Linked DNA regions of Sus scrofa: regions 1 and 2 are each linked to region 3. A link is a contact called in public Hi-C data. All regions are on one chromosome and are shown on one strand. The core of a region is the stretch at or near the end of the contact, and the rest is flanking DNA. Distances in the headings are between cores, read along the strand shown.

Region 1 (4,813 bases), core at 2,176-4,675, 320 kb before region 3:
GAGAACAGACCTATGATTGCCAAGGGGAAAAGGGAAGGAGTGGGATGGACTAGGAATCAGATTAAGAGATGCAAACTATTTCTTTGGAATGGATAAGCAATGAGATCCTGCTGTATAGCACTGGGAACTATATCTAGTCACTTATGATGGAGCATGATGGAGGATAATATGAAAAAAAGAATGTATGTGTGACTGGGTCACTTTGCTTTCAGTAGAAAATTGATAGAACACTGTAAACCAACTATAATGGGAAAAATAAAAATCATTTAAAGAGGAAAAAAAAAGAAATGAGATAATGTACATAAACTGCCTGGCAAAGAGCTTGACAACTTGTAGTTCAACACTACTGTCCTATCTCCCTCTCTCTGGTCATGGAAGAATATCCATGACACTGCTTGCTATTTTTGAATATAAAAATCTCACTGGCTCCTAGAAGCATAATTAACATTAGTTTAGGGGTAACTGTGTTGGGTACCATAGTAAGTTTTCTGAAGTATTATCTCATTTATTCTCAGAACAACCCTGTGACTACTTTTACCATCATCTCTACTTTACACATGAGGACACTGAGGCTTTAAAAGCACAGCTGGTTTTCCTAGTCTTCTCACATAGGCAGTAAATAATGAGGAGGGATTCAAAACTAGGTAACTGGATTCCATGACCCATGCTCCTGAATCTACTACAATGTTTTCCAATATAGACATTTAATCAAAGATTTTAAAATTTAAGGAAAAAAAAAGAATTAAGAAAACAGTCTTGTCTTTACAATGTGTTTAAGTGTTAGTATTATGGGCAAAGGATCACCTTTCTATTTGATCTTTAGGACAAAAGTTCAAGGAAGTAGATGAAAATAGACTCAGTCAGTGTTATTCCATTTAGAGCTCCTTCATAAAATCAAAATAACTAACAATGGTATTTTGGAAGAAATTAAGCTTTAGCTATTATTACATTTAAAGGTAACTATTACATGACTAAGAAGAGCTCTCTTGATCTGTCTGAGAAAAAGTCTTCTCTCTTTGACTTCACTACAAGGGGAAGATGGTGAAAGAACACCACTTCGTTCTCAGTGGATACCTAAAAAACAGTCACAATCCTGGTTACATATAAGAATCACACAAAAGGCTTTTTTTAAATACAGATTTTCTGGATCTGATGATTCAGAACATCTGGTGGGGAAGGCACAGACTAAAAAAAAAAAAAAAAAATCCCCCAAACAATTCTGATACGTAGTAGAATTATTTACCAGCAACTAGACTCTAGAAGGGCAGGAGTTTCCTACCTCTAACCTCTACAAAAGGGAGAGGCAGAGAAGGGAGATAATCCAGGAATTGGGGAAGTCGCAGAGATACGTCTGCCTACATTTCTTGCCTTAAATAGATTCTGACAGATGCTTGATGAGAGGCCAGGAAGTGTCGCCCAATGAGCCTTCATGGTTCTAAATACAGTCGAGCGTGTCCAGACTAGCATCGTCCATTTAAAAGTGGTGAGCTGTCTGTGGGGGCCACTGTCTATATGCTGCTTCTGTGCTTGTTTGGTTTTAAGATGAGAGGCCTTAACAAGATCAAAAAGGACTAAAAAGACCTGTGCTTCTGGCCCCCACCTACCTTTCCAGACTTATTTCACTTTTTTGTACCTTCTGTTAGTGTCTCCAATATAGCAAACTCTCATGTCTCTGAAATTTCATACACTCAAATTGCATCCCTTTGGCATGAAATATGAAATACCCTCTCCCAACACACATTCTTTTCTCCTTTTCTTATTTTTTCTCTCTCTTCCTTTCCCTTTCTCTCTCCCTCTATCTCTTTCTCTACCTCCTTCCCTTCTCCCCTCCTTCCCTCCCTCCCATTCTCCCCAGTTACTTCCAAATTATAAAGCTCATTTTAAATGAGCTTTTCTAAGAAGACTTCCTTGCCTGCCATCTCCACCATCGAAGTCAGCTGTCTGGTCCCTCTTACAGTTGCTCATCTCACTCCTTTCCTTTGTAAGAATTACCAGAGTCTGGTACTAAAATTTACTGGTGAAACTGTTTCATTTCTATCTTCTCCATTCAATTCTAGGTTTTGTGAGAGAGTTGGGCCTGAGTCCCTTTGTTCCCTGCTACCCAGACCTAACCAAGTACCTTTCTTTTAGTACAGGTTCAAATACTCTCTGCTGAATGAATGAAGTAAAAGAGAGGCTATTTTACATTATCCTTTTTTTCTTCATCCACGGCAGAAAGCTATTTCATTAATTTATTCACAAAATGTTTTAAATCTTCCAATATGGAGTTCCCATTGTGGCTCAGCAGGTTAAAAAACTGACTGGTATCCATGAGGATGGGGGTTCGATCCCTGGCCCCGCTCAGTGGGTTAAGGATATGGCTTTGCCGTGAGCTGTGGTGTAGGTTGCAGATGCGGCTCAAATCCTGCATTGCTGTGACTGTGGTGTAGACCGGCAGCTGCAGCTCTGATTCAACCCCTAGCACGGGAACCTCTCTATACCGCAGGTGTGGCCATGAAAAAGCAAAAAATAAACTAATTTTTTTTTTTTTTCACTTAGGGATTAAAACTCTCCAATGTGCCAATGCCTGCAAGAATTAAGTGATAAATCAAATAAAGACTCATTCCTTGAGGTCTTTAGGGTCTACTGAGGGAGTAAAAGATGTGTATTCAGATAACTATTACAGGAGCCTACAAGAGAAATCACAAACTTTGTTAGTATGATCAAATTTCAGTCCTCCAAAGTTGTCAAAGGAAAGAGACTGTCCCTGTGAGAAGAAGTTAGAGGGCCTCACTGCCTGGGGCTGTGTGACTCCTGGGTCAGCTGGATTTGAAGCCTCCTGTTACTTGGGCTGCTTGGCTTCACAAAACCTAGGTTGTCTGTGCAGCAGCCTCCTCACCTGTACAATGGTCAACTTTCTAGTGGAAAAAGAATGCCATCTTTACAAAAAATGTTTTATATGTATAAATATAAAGCAGATGTAATATAGGTACCACTGAAGAAGATATACAGAGAGCAAATAAGCACATGAAAGGATGTTCAGCATCACTATTAGGGAAACAGAAATTAAATTCACAACAAGACTACATTGCACAGCTATTCAGAATTCCTAAAATAAAAAATGACACCACCAAATGTTTGTATGGACATGAAGAAACTAAATCACTCTTATAGTACTGGTGAGAATGTTGAAAGAGTATAGCCACTCTGGAAAATAATTTGACACTTTCTTTAAAAACAGAAGATAACTATCATACAACCTGAAATTTGCACTCCTGGGCATTTAGCCCAGAGAAATGGATACCTAGGTTGACACAAAAACCTTTACACAAATATAGTTATTTCGAATATTAATTTGAAAAAAATCAAAAGAGGGAGACAAAGTCAGGGAAACAAGTATGTCAGTTTGTCAGTTCTGACATGAACCTCAGAATGCTGACATCATAATGGCCAGTGGCCTTGACTACTGCAGGATCCTCAAGCTTCAAGGATTTGTTCACAGTACTCTGCCAAGTGCTGTAGACATACTCGGTTTTCAGTGCCAAGAACTGGCGAAAAAAAGGTTGTTCCCATCAATCAAAAAGCGCTTTGAGCCTTTAGGTGATCATTGAAGGTTTCACCGCATAAGGTAGTCTTTTAATATACTGTTTTTGATCATCAAAACAGATTGGTGGTCACAGGGGGTGTTTTGTTTTCCTGCTTCTAAAATGTCTGAACTAATTTTTAACTTCAGTACTGGTTTCATGAAAAGCCACTCATGTTCATAAAATGCAGTGCTGCTGAGCACAAGTGAGCAGGCTTTTCATTCTGGGGGGTAGGGAAGGAGGGGAGGACACTTTCTTGGCTCCACAGAGAGAATTTTCTGTAGATCTCTGAAAATGTCTTCTCTATCAGTTTTTATGCTCTGTTCAATTTACTTGTTTTATCTATTACGGCCAGGGAGTTCTGTTAGAGCTTAGTCATAGCTCAATTAAATCAAAGCTAATTACTGCCCGGTATTTAGGTACTTTTCGGTATTTCCAGTATTATTTGCTGATCTTTAAGAATTTTCCTCAAAATATGAATACTGATTTAAGATTGAAGTCAGTTTTTTACAATCCTTAGTTACCTAAATTTTGATGTTAACATGAAATCAAATTATAATCACTGTTGGCAAATCTCTATATAATTTTATCTATATTAGGTCATAATTTTTTTTTTTTTACCATCTTGTAAAAGTCTCTGCCTTTGGCCTCTTGGCTCTCCTCTTCCTAGTAATTGGTGATGAGCTTTGCTGCCTTCTCCTCTTCCTCGCCTCTAAGAGTCACTATGCCTCAGCGCTTTGTCCCCGAAACTGTTCTTTGTCCACGTCAACTCCCTCAGTGACTTCATTTCTTTCTATAACTTGCTCACTCGTGAATTTGGGCTGTGAAGCACCGTTTTGGACACTGAAGTGAAACCTTGACATTTAACATAAATTCCATTGTGTATTTGACCAGTGACTAGCTGGTTCAGTGGTGTTTGATGTTTTTCAGGAGAAGCGCTTCCATTGAGGTGAACATCCACAGTGAAAGTACTACGTCATCTGAGGGAGCCAATCATACCCTGCTGATCGACAGCTTCTTAGAACTCAAAAGAGGCTGCAGGAGGGAGAAGCGGCACCTCTTCTTATTCAATGATTCATTGCTTATGTCTAATACCAAGTATGTATACACTACATGCTCTCCCAGTTATCACAAAATTGCATGTACACTAACTTGTACTGTAAGAAAATATGGCAGGCAGGGTCTCTCTTGCCTGGGGCTTACAGACACATGATAAAAATAAGAGGAGGAGATTACAGAGAATACCACTG
Region 2 (4,286 bases), core at 538-3,037, 500 kb after region 3:
AGCCATGTCTGGGACCTACACCACAGCTCACAGCAACACTGGATCCTTAACCCACTGAGCAAGGCCAGGAATCAAACCTGCATCCTCATGGGTACTAGTCAGGTTCATTACTGCTGTGCCACCATGGGAACTCCTAAGCTTCAATCTACTTTTTAAAGAAACAAGGTTTTCATCAAGATTGGTTTTGTTGCCATTTCTACTATGTTTTCGTGTTAAAAAAAAACAAACTTATTTTTTTAAAACACCCTGTAAACAACTTCTAAATAAACAGCTATTTCCACATATTAGTGATCTTGTAGAAAGAACACCTAGAACTGAATAAAACCCCACAGGACTTTAGAAAATCCTGATTCAGAAGGACATAGTGCTTATTTGGTTTCAGGCCACTGGCTACTTTGTTGTAAGGATTTTCTAAGCCAGATAGTGTTGCACTTGGAATATGCCAGCAAGCATTAATAATAATGACTATAAATGAAAAGTTTTCTTTTCCCAGTCAGATATAAGCTTAGGCTGTCAAATCCAGTGTTTGCTCTCCTTAGGGCAGCAGAGGGCAGTAAAAGCACTGTCAATTAATGACATAAACCTCTTACTGCAATCTGGAGAGAAATGCTATTTCCATACAACTGCATTTTCCATATTAAACACTATACATGTAAGTGGTTCGAAAGATAATACATTTTTTATCTCAGATGCATTTTTGGAGCCATATAGAATGTTTACAAAGTACAATGAGATATCTATATAGCAATTCAGGGGCTTATAGTTCAACTTAATATATCAGAAAAATGTTTTAGAAAATACTACATTGTGACCTTGGTCTAAAATTTACCTAGACAGTGTTGGAGACAGTACAGTTGTGGTAACCCATTAGAGGCAGTGTGCCATGTTGATATTAGCATTGAATTGAAGAGGTCCAAGGGCCCTTGAGGTCAACTAATGATCCAGGCCTCTCTTTTTAACTGACCTGGAAAGTTCACTGGATTCTCTCAACAGGATAGAAGCTAAGCTATAATCAGAACAATAGTCTCCTCATTCCTCTCCTGTTGTATTTTGCCACGAAGTTCTAGGGATCCTAACGTGGAAATGCAGTAGTGTTCAAAATCACTCTGATTTTGTCTCTACCCAAGTTTCATTTCAAGAGGAAAGGAAAAAATAAACCCATTAATACCACACATTTGAAGCTTTACAAATTTCTCTACCTATGGCAAATTGATATATTTCACCATTTTTGAAAGTAGACCTATAACTCCCCAACCTCAATTCCCAAGACTAAGTAGAAGAGGCTGCTCTTTTAACCTCAGGAAACCCACACAAATCTGGTACTCCTTCCTTCTTGGCATGCTCCAGCACTGTATCATGCGTAGAAATTTTACTAAATGAAACCAAAGTTGGCTACTGATGCTTTCTTAGCTGTGACCTTCCAGAGCCTGTGCTTCAATTTGGAAAGTCTGTCCCTCACTTTCCCTGCTGGGTTAGGAATGTCAGCATCAGGGTAAATGCTTAAATGGCATATGGTAAAATAACCTCTGAGAGAAAAAACATCTCAATGAAGCCAGGACACTGCTATAACAGTTACATTGAAATATTTTACTTGGGGACTTTGTTGATCTATCTGGAACAAGAGGTCTGATTGCCTTTAGCAAGTTCAAGGGCTGCCAGTGACTTTCTCCTGAGCCCTGGGGGCAGTTTCTTCCTTCCTTAAAAACACACACTAAGCCTCAGGCTTAATACCTCTTACTTTCATTTTTATGAGTTGCTTTGTTCTTAGCCTGCTTGCTTTGTTCTAAGTTGTAGTCTTTCAGCAAGTCAAGAATCAGGCTGAAATCCCAGAGCAAATTCCTCCAAGGCCAAACAAGGAAATGTTCAACAGTTTTTGGAAACCAATAACCAAGAACATTAGGTTATCTTATTTGGATGTTAATATATTGGATGTCACATGTTTTTCACCAAAATTAGTCATTTTATGGATTAGCTGTGTATCTTCATTACATCATATTCTTTAATAAAGTTTAAAGGTGCGTGAGTCAGGCCAGGTTTTAAGTAGACTTAATTTTTTCTTTTTTTTAATATGAGGTTTTGCAAAGCCAAGTCAAAGGTCATACCACCATAGAGGCTCTGGTGTTAAAAACTTTACTTAGAATGCTATATATCTTATGATTTATTGAGGAGATAGCTAATACTTAAGGGAATTATTCAGAGCTGTACCAAAAACATGGTGAAAAACATGGAACCTCTTTGTATAGAAACCCTCAGGTACTATTCTATATTCATTTTCCCCAGACGGCAAACAGTTCTCTAGAAGTGGATAGGGAATTCCCCACTGTGCCTTTAGTTGAGTTGGCCAGAAAAGGCACAGAGCTTCAGGCCAAGGCCTGCGTGGAGCTTTGTTTTCTTGTTTGTGTGCTGAAATGTATTACCTCCTGGCAAGCATTAGGTGTGGAAACCTGAAGCTAGAATTTTCAGAATCTTGGCTCTGAGGCAAACCCCAGATGACAAAGGGAAGCCGTTTGTTTGGAAAGCCCAGTGTCTGGGAATGTCAGAGCTAAAAGGGCGATAGTAGAGGAAGCTCAGTGAATACCTTATTAACATGGCTACTCTGGTAGGTTTTTTGTTTTTTCAGAGAGAGAAAGAGAAGAAAAGGAACAGACAAAGGGAGGGAGACAAAAGGACACAGTGTAGAGTGGGAGTTAAAATGGGCTCTAAGTTAAAAAACCACTTACTATTTCAACGACTAAACCTCTGTTTTCTGACACATTAAATGGGAGTAATAATACCCATCTAGGTTACAGGGTTGTTCTGAGAATTCATAAATTTAATCTCTGTAAACAGTTTAGCACAGTGTCTGGAACCTGTCAAGTGCGCTCCGTAGAGACTGACTGCTGTTACTGTTATTTTAAAGTAACTGGGAAAGTATGTATCCTTTGTGAGGTGCAGTACCTTAAACAGTCCCCTGTTATTAGCTAATCATTCAGAACCTTGTGAGGAAGGACCTACTCTTTAAGTACATTAGTGGATTCAGGTCCTATAAGAGCCTCATCAATTTATTCAACCTTTAGACAGGTCTGGCAACCGTTTGTTCAGGGTGCACCCTGCCCAAAAGGAATTGTTTGGGGGGAATCTTTCACTTCCCAAGCCCTACACTCCAGATTTGGGTTGCATCATCCCAGAAGAGGCAATATTCTTTTGTAGCTTTGCATATACGTTCAATATGACCTAGCAGCAGCCCTGGGGTCCGTCTGTCGTACAGCTCTTTGCAATTATGACCAGACCCTCCAGCCATACCCTGGCTTCCCTTCTCCAGGAGAGACTGCAGAGAAATCCCTCCCTTGGGATTGGCCAGGTAAGGAGGGAGCTATGCTCCGGGGGCCCAGCCTCTGGGGAAGAGAAACCAACTGAAGCCTCTCCTATCTGTTATCTGTTCACTCCACCCAGAAACTGTGAAGCAGAGGGAGACTCTGCCTTTTCTTTCTCCCTGGAGAGCTTATACCTCAATTCTACCCAAAAGGTATTACTGGAGTATTGATGTATGAGAGCTAGAGGGAGAGCTGATGGAAATAAACCACATTGTTTGTTTCCCTCTTCATTCCAGCAGCCTGAATGTATGGTGGAGAACTTAACAACCATTGTCACTGAGTCCCTTTGTCTGAACTGCCATCCTCTGATCCACCTAGATTAACTCTGCTTGTCTTGCCAGACTTAGCTTTCTCTGTTCTGCAATCCCTTTCTACTTCTTCATAGCATCTTGGACTTACTCCCCAGAATGTAAATCCATGAGGCCAGGACCTGTACTTATCTTGCACACAATTTTACTCCCAGCACCTAAAATGGTACCTGATATTAGCAGACATTCAGCAAATATTGCTGAATGGATGTCTAAGTGAATCCGTACATGTAAAGGGGGAGGTGGAGAATAGTATGCAACCATAACTGTCTTCTGTATGGACAACAAAGAGTGGGTTCTAGACCATGAAAAGCCCCTTGCCTGAGCACCAGGGTGGATTTAGGTATGAACAAAATGGGCTGGATTTGAATTGGGGGTGCATGAAAGAAACAGAATTACTCCACACAATAGGCAGCAAAATGGCATCCCAGAGCTGGAGTGTGGGGCGGGAGAGCCCAGGGCAGGAGGGGTGTCCTAAGGCGGAGAATTGGGAGGGAGGTGCAAGAGAAGGCTGGCATGAATCTGGGTGCTCTGTGGGGTGAAGCAGTCAGAGAGAAAGCTCTGGTGATGGGGACGAAACAGACCCATGACAGGAATGTGCCCTATGCCATTAGAAGTTTATTGC
Region 3 (4,837 bases), core at 1,101-3,600:
ACACATACAGAATTGATTTTTAACTTTCAATTCCATTTCAATGTCAAAATGAGAAACCTAGATCCCATTATATGTGCAAATATAGGTACTCAATTTTCTTTTTCCTAGAATATACAGGTTTGCTGCAAGGAAACAAAAGATTTAAAAAAGGCAAGGCAGGAAAGATGTCATGACTTAAAATTTGTGTTCTCTTTTTTTGGAAAAGGTTTTGTTTGTTTTTTCCTGGTTGTATGACCAGTGCCTTCAGCAGTAAGAGATAGATAAAAGTCAAATCATGCAGAACCTTATAAGCCATGTTGGAAGTTTGGGCTTTATTTTAGTACAGTGGGAATCCATTGGAGGCTTTCTGTTAAGTTGTTGCATGTTTATTTGTCATAAGTAGCATTAATATCATTTTTCAAGTTATTTCCTGGTTGTGTTTATTACTTACTCATTTTCGACTTATTCTAAAACAAGATTCAAGATGCCTTGGGCAATCCATACCAGTAAGTTAAACATATATAAAATAATCAAGCAAATTGGGGTTGAGAATAAAATGGAGCTAGGAAACAAGAGGCCAGCATGAGACCAGTTCAAAATATGCTTACCTTTAAGTACTTTAAAGTTTCAAGAGGTGTTGTTTTATCTGAGTTTTCTAGAGTCTAGAACAGGCTGAAATGCCTCATTCCCCAATCTCTGGTGATATGCTTACCTCAGATAACAGGCCTTTACAGTAACCCCCAACCCACCATCTATACCACACAGAATTGAGGCTCACTGATAGGAGAATCCATGCATTGTTTTTCTTGCACAAATTTTTCAGAAGCCTTCCTGATTTCTGATAATTTAACCATTTCAGAATAGGAGACAAAAAGGACATATGGACATATAGTGCTTGTTTATTTAATCAAGGTAGCCAACCACTGCAAATGATTCAAGGCAAAAATTCACTCCATTAGTAGGTAAGTAGAATTTTAAATTATCATTGACCTCCTGAGAGAAGAAATGCATAGATTTCCACAGGGAAGAACTGAGCACTGAGGAAAAAGTCTCTAGTTTATCAACACTCTAATCACTATCATAGTAACAAATCAGAAGAGAAATAACATTTTAAAATCTGATAAAATTTATCAAGCATTATTTCACCTCTCCTTTGCTTTTTTTTAAAATTAGTTTGTGGCTACCTGCATTCCACAGTAAAATTTCAGAGAAATTGAAATTATAAAAGGAAAATTATTTAATGCAGGAAGTGTAAACCATTGCATTGAGGGATTAGAAGACATTTTTTTAAAGTTCTCATATTATCTATTTAATTATGTGTTTCTATGTAGTGAGTAATGTCTTACATTCTTGCCAAGAATATTTTGAAAGGAGTTTGTTAAAAGTATGTCAGCTAAATCACTTTTGGTATATCACTGCTAATGGTGTCGTTCACACGTTGTGAAACACAAGGCTCCAGATTTAATTCTGCCAAAAAAATTAGGTCACTGCAAAATACCATATTAAAACTCCAAATTCGGGACAGGGAGATGGGAATGAGGATAAAGCAAAGGAAGACACCAATTCTTTTTTGTAAAATATGGTAGGTATAAGACAAATCAGTGTTGGAAGACTGAACCTTTTTAAACAGATACTTTTTTCACAGTGTGTATGTATTAGTTTCAATCAGTACGAATCAATTAATTTAAAATTGGGCTAACTGGCTGCTCTGCACTGTACCTGGGTAGTGCCTGTACTCTCAAGTTAACTGAATTGTATGGAGATGCCCCTGTTTTCTGACTTCATGCACAAACCATCCGTGATTACTGTACTTCAATTTACCGTTTTCTTTTTCCAAAAAATCTTTTTCCAGTCAGGAAAGGGAGATTAAAGTAAATTAAGCCTTTGATGCAAAAACATCTGATTTATAGTTATTGTTGTTACTATTATTAACAAATTAAGCACAGGAATGGCTATGTTGGAAATAACCCACCAGGACCCGCAACTCTATTTTGGTGACACACGCGCCACATGCGCCACATCTCCTTAACTGGCCCCGTCGTTACCTGGGGTGCTTTGGGCCATTGCGCTGGCTGGCCTTCTAGTAAGGTGGGTACCCGCTCCTGCCACGCGCTGGGCTGGCGGAAAGCGAGGGGGGACAACGATTGTTCTCTCAGGCCTAAGAAAAAGCGTCCTGGCTATCACCACCTCTCACTTTTCGGGCTCAAATCCCCCCAGCTACTGCTTTCTGAGCTTGGGGTTGGTCCCCACAAGGCGACTTTCCCTTTCTTAGAGTGGGACCCTCAGCGAACACACCCACAGTCACCTTTGCGCGCTCTTCTGGAGCCCGCTCAGCACACAGCGCACCCCAGCGGCCGCGTGGCCTCCTCCTCTAGTTCTGGCCACTTGGCTTCCGGAGAGCTCGCCAGTCGCCGCCGCGGCAGCCTTGGAATCTGGGGACTCGAGAGACTTCGAGAGCCAGTCTGGGCCAGACCCCTGGGAAGGCGCGGGGCTGCTGCACCCAGCCCCGCCCGCCACACCTGAGTGCGGTGAGGATTGGGAGAGGCGGGGCGCGGCAGAAGGCTGGCCCGGTTCCTGAGCAGCTTCGCCGAAAGCCGGCCTGACTGGAGCAGGGCAAAGGAGGAGGGTCTCGAGACAGAGTCCTGCTCCTCCGAGGGAGGGACCCCAGCTGGGGTGGAAAACCAGCACCAGCCAGCCCAGCCGCAGAGACGCTCCGCGCTGATCATGGAGCGGGCCGGCCCCGGCTTCGCGCGGCCGCAGCAGCAATGGGACCAGGACTCGGTCGAAGCGTGGCTGGACGATCACTGGGACTTTACCTTCTCTTACTTTGTTAGGAAAGCCACCAGGTAAGAAGAGGACCCATGGAAGACCCGGCCGGGGCATGGAGCGTGGCCAGGGGCTGGTCTCTCTCCCCTATTGAATTTTCCCTGTGGTTACCCATTAAACAGCCTCCGCTCTCAGGCCCTTTGCTTTTGAAGTAGGTCCTTGATCCTGTTACAGGGTAGAGACCTCGACTTTAAGGCGAGTACAGTCGAAAAACCAAGCGTCGGATTCAATCTAACTTGTTCACAAAAGTTCAAATACGAAAATGTACTTGCCGACCCCCCAACTCCACCTCACCCCACCCCAGTAGCCCTGATATTCCCTGGGAGCAAGATTATTTTCCTACATCCGCGCTCACGGGCCTTGCTCCAGCCCTTCTTTAGACTCCTGGTTCCCCTAAATCTCCTTAGCGAAACTAAAACAGTTTTTGAGCCCCTTCCCTGCAGCTCCGGAAGCACCATCTCCAACGCCGTCCCTGAGGCTCCGCTCCTCCCCCGTCCCCCTTTGCCCCGGCCCTGGCGGGGCGGGGAAGCCCGGGTAGGGGCGAGACCACGAGAAAGCCCAAAGGCAGCAACATGCCGGAACCTCTCCGAAGTGAGTGCTGTCGCCGTTTGCCCCCTTCCAGTCCCCGGATTGTCCCGCGCTCCTCCTTCCCTTTGCTTTTTGCTTGCAAGGCGGCGCCGCCGAAAGGGCTCAGCAGTGGGGTTTGCCGCGCGCACACAAAGGACGCCGGGGAAGCGCGGCGAAGAGCAGACCCTGGGGGGGCGGGCAGGTCCCGTGCGGCCCTAGGCGACCCTAGAGGTCAGCTCTCCTTGGTCCGGAGCCAAGCGCGGGGCGGCTTCTGCGGAGGGAAGGGAGGAGGGAGCCTGTCCTTTGGGAGGCGGCTGCGCAGCGGACAGTCGAAACGCGCGTGGGAAACGCTCGAGGGAGAGTTGAGGAGGATTGAGGCTGAAGCCCAGGGACTAGGAGGGTGGAGCGGAGAGTGCGTGGCGGGCGGGTGCCTCGAAGCCTGAGAAGTTTGTGCGAAACCAGGGCGCGGGCAAGGCTGCTGCGCGCGGACTCAGGCTGACTCCTGGACGCACTCCTTTGGGGGAAGGGGCCCGAACTTCACCGTCGCCGACTGGGGGCAGCGGGTGCTGGCCGCCTCTGCCTGGAGGGAGACGCACGCGGGACGGTGATGGTGGAGGAGCCGGCCGGGGCTGGGCGCTGGGCTCCTACCCGCCGGCGCACGGCCGCGGCTCGGTTGGGCGCTCCCCGCCAGGGGGCGGCGCAGTGCGGGGCAAGCAGGCGGCGGCTGGCGGCGGCGCGGCGACTGGGGTGGTAGGGGAGCGGGCTTCGAGTCACCGGCCTCACCTGGGCACGTCGTCGCCCCCGGAGCCTCCAGGAGTCCAGGGTCCGCAGAGGCCGCCTGCACTGCACCTCCAACTTCCCGCTTTTGCTATGTTGCCTTTTGGAGACAAAACAAGGTACTTCTTTCAGAATCCCCTGGCCTTCCCACTTTCCCCGGGGGCACGGTGAGGCCCGGGTGCTGGGTGGTGGCGCCGGGGTCACGCCGGCGGGACGATGCTTCATTGAAAATAGACCGTATGACATTTTTGTCTTCCTTGACTTTCCTGAGGATGTGTTACCTTTAGGTCTTGGTTGGAGCTCTTTTTATCTGTGTCTTTTAACGAACATTCAGAGTTGGTGTCGATTTGATCACTCTAGGGGGTTTTTAACCAAGGCGATGGTTTCGGAGGACCTATCTTATCTTTTCTGTTAAATTACTCCTCCCTCCTTTAAAAATCCTTTCCCTCGCTTTCGCCTTCCAAAAAATACTAAATCTGTAGCGACCAGAGGATAAACCCTGAATGCAAAGTGGTTTCTTTTCAAAGGGCACTTTTTTGCGAGTTTGGGGTGAGGCAGGCACTAAGACCATCTAGGTCTGGAATTATCGATTGCCTGAGGCCAACAGTTTTAGGAGGTCACCCCTTCTGAGGCCATCTGTCCCCGGTTTCCTTTCACCCTTGCACACTTCCACCCTTCCGCCCTTATA

The links. Hi-C and Micro-C count contacts between places; a contact is called where the count stands out from the background.
Region 1: a contact with region 3 is called in a Hi-C map of embryonic fibroblasts, with 2.9 times the contacts expected there. The contact joins the promoter of LOC102159443 here to the promoter of PDE5A in region 3. A contact is called at or near these places in 2 of 5 promoter capture datasets (fetal skeletal muscle and liver), 18 of 47 Hi-C or Micro-C datasets (alveolar macrophages, brain, embryonic fibroblasts and 10 more) and 1 of 2 datasets of contacts at active chromatin or transcription factors (skeletal muscle).
Region 2: a Hi-C map of subcutaneous adipose tissue shows a contact between it and region 3, with 2.5 times the contacts expected there. The contact joins the enhancer-like site here to the promoter of PDE5A in region 3. A contact is called at or near these places in 1 of 5 promoter capture datasets (liver), 9 of 47 Hi-C or Micro-C datasets (embryonic fibroblasts, epiblast stem cells, fibroblasts and 5 more) and 1 of 2 datasets of contacts at active chromatin or transcription factors (skeletal muscle).

Annotation. Positions count from the first base shown.
Region 1 is chr8:103,950,519-103,955,331 of Sscrofa11.1, forward strand. It overlaps LOC102159443 (rho GTPase-activating protein 20), which reads left to right and starts at 3,426. Exons shown (of 13, transcript XM_021100547.1): 1 at 3,426-3,541; 2 at 4,494-4,661. The coding sequence starts at 3,426.
Region 2 is chr8:104,770,699-104,774,984 of Sscrofa11.1, forward strand. The region is part of intron 2 of SEC24D (protein transport protein Sec24D); the gene reads left to right. All of the region lies in intron 1 of SYNPO2 (synaptopodin-2), which reads right to left. Among named protein-coding and RNA genes, the nearest start is that of SYNPO2, 71 kb to the right of the region's middle. Within about 2 kb of position 1,788, at least 19 of the 83 cell types and tissues checked have an H3K27ac peak or open chromatin away from gene starts, as enhancers often do. A contact at or near this core is called in mesenteric adipose tissue and subcutaneous adipose tissue, where this site is marked.
Region 3 is chr8:104,268,508-104,273,344 of Sscrofa11.1, forward strand. PDE5A (cGMP-specific 3',5'-cyclic phosphodiesterase) reads left to right here and starts at 2,351. Exons shown (of 22, transcript XM_021101648.1): 1 at 2,351-2,825. The coding sequence starts at 2,704.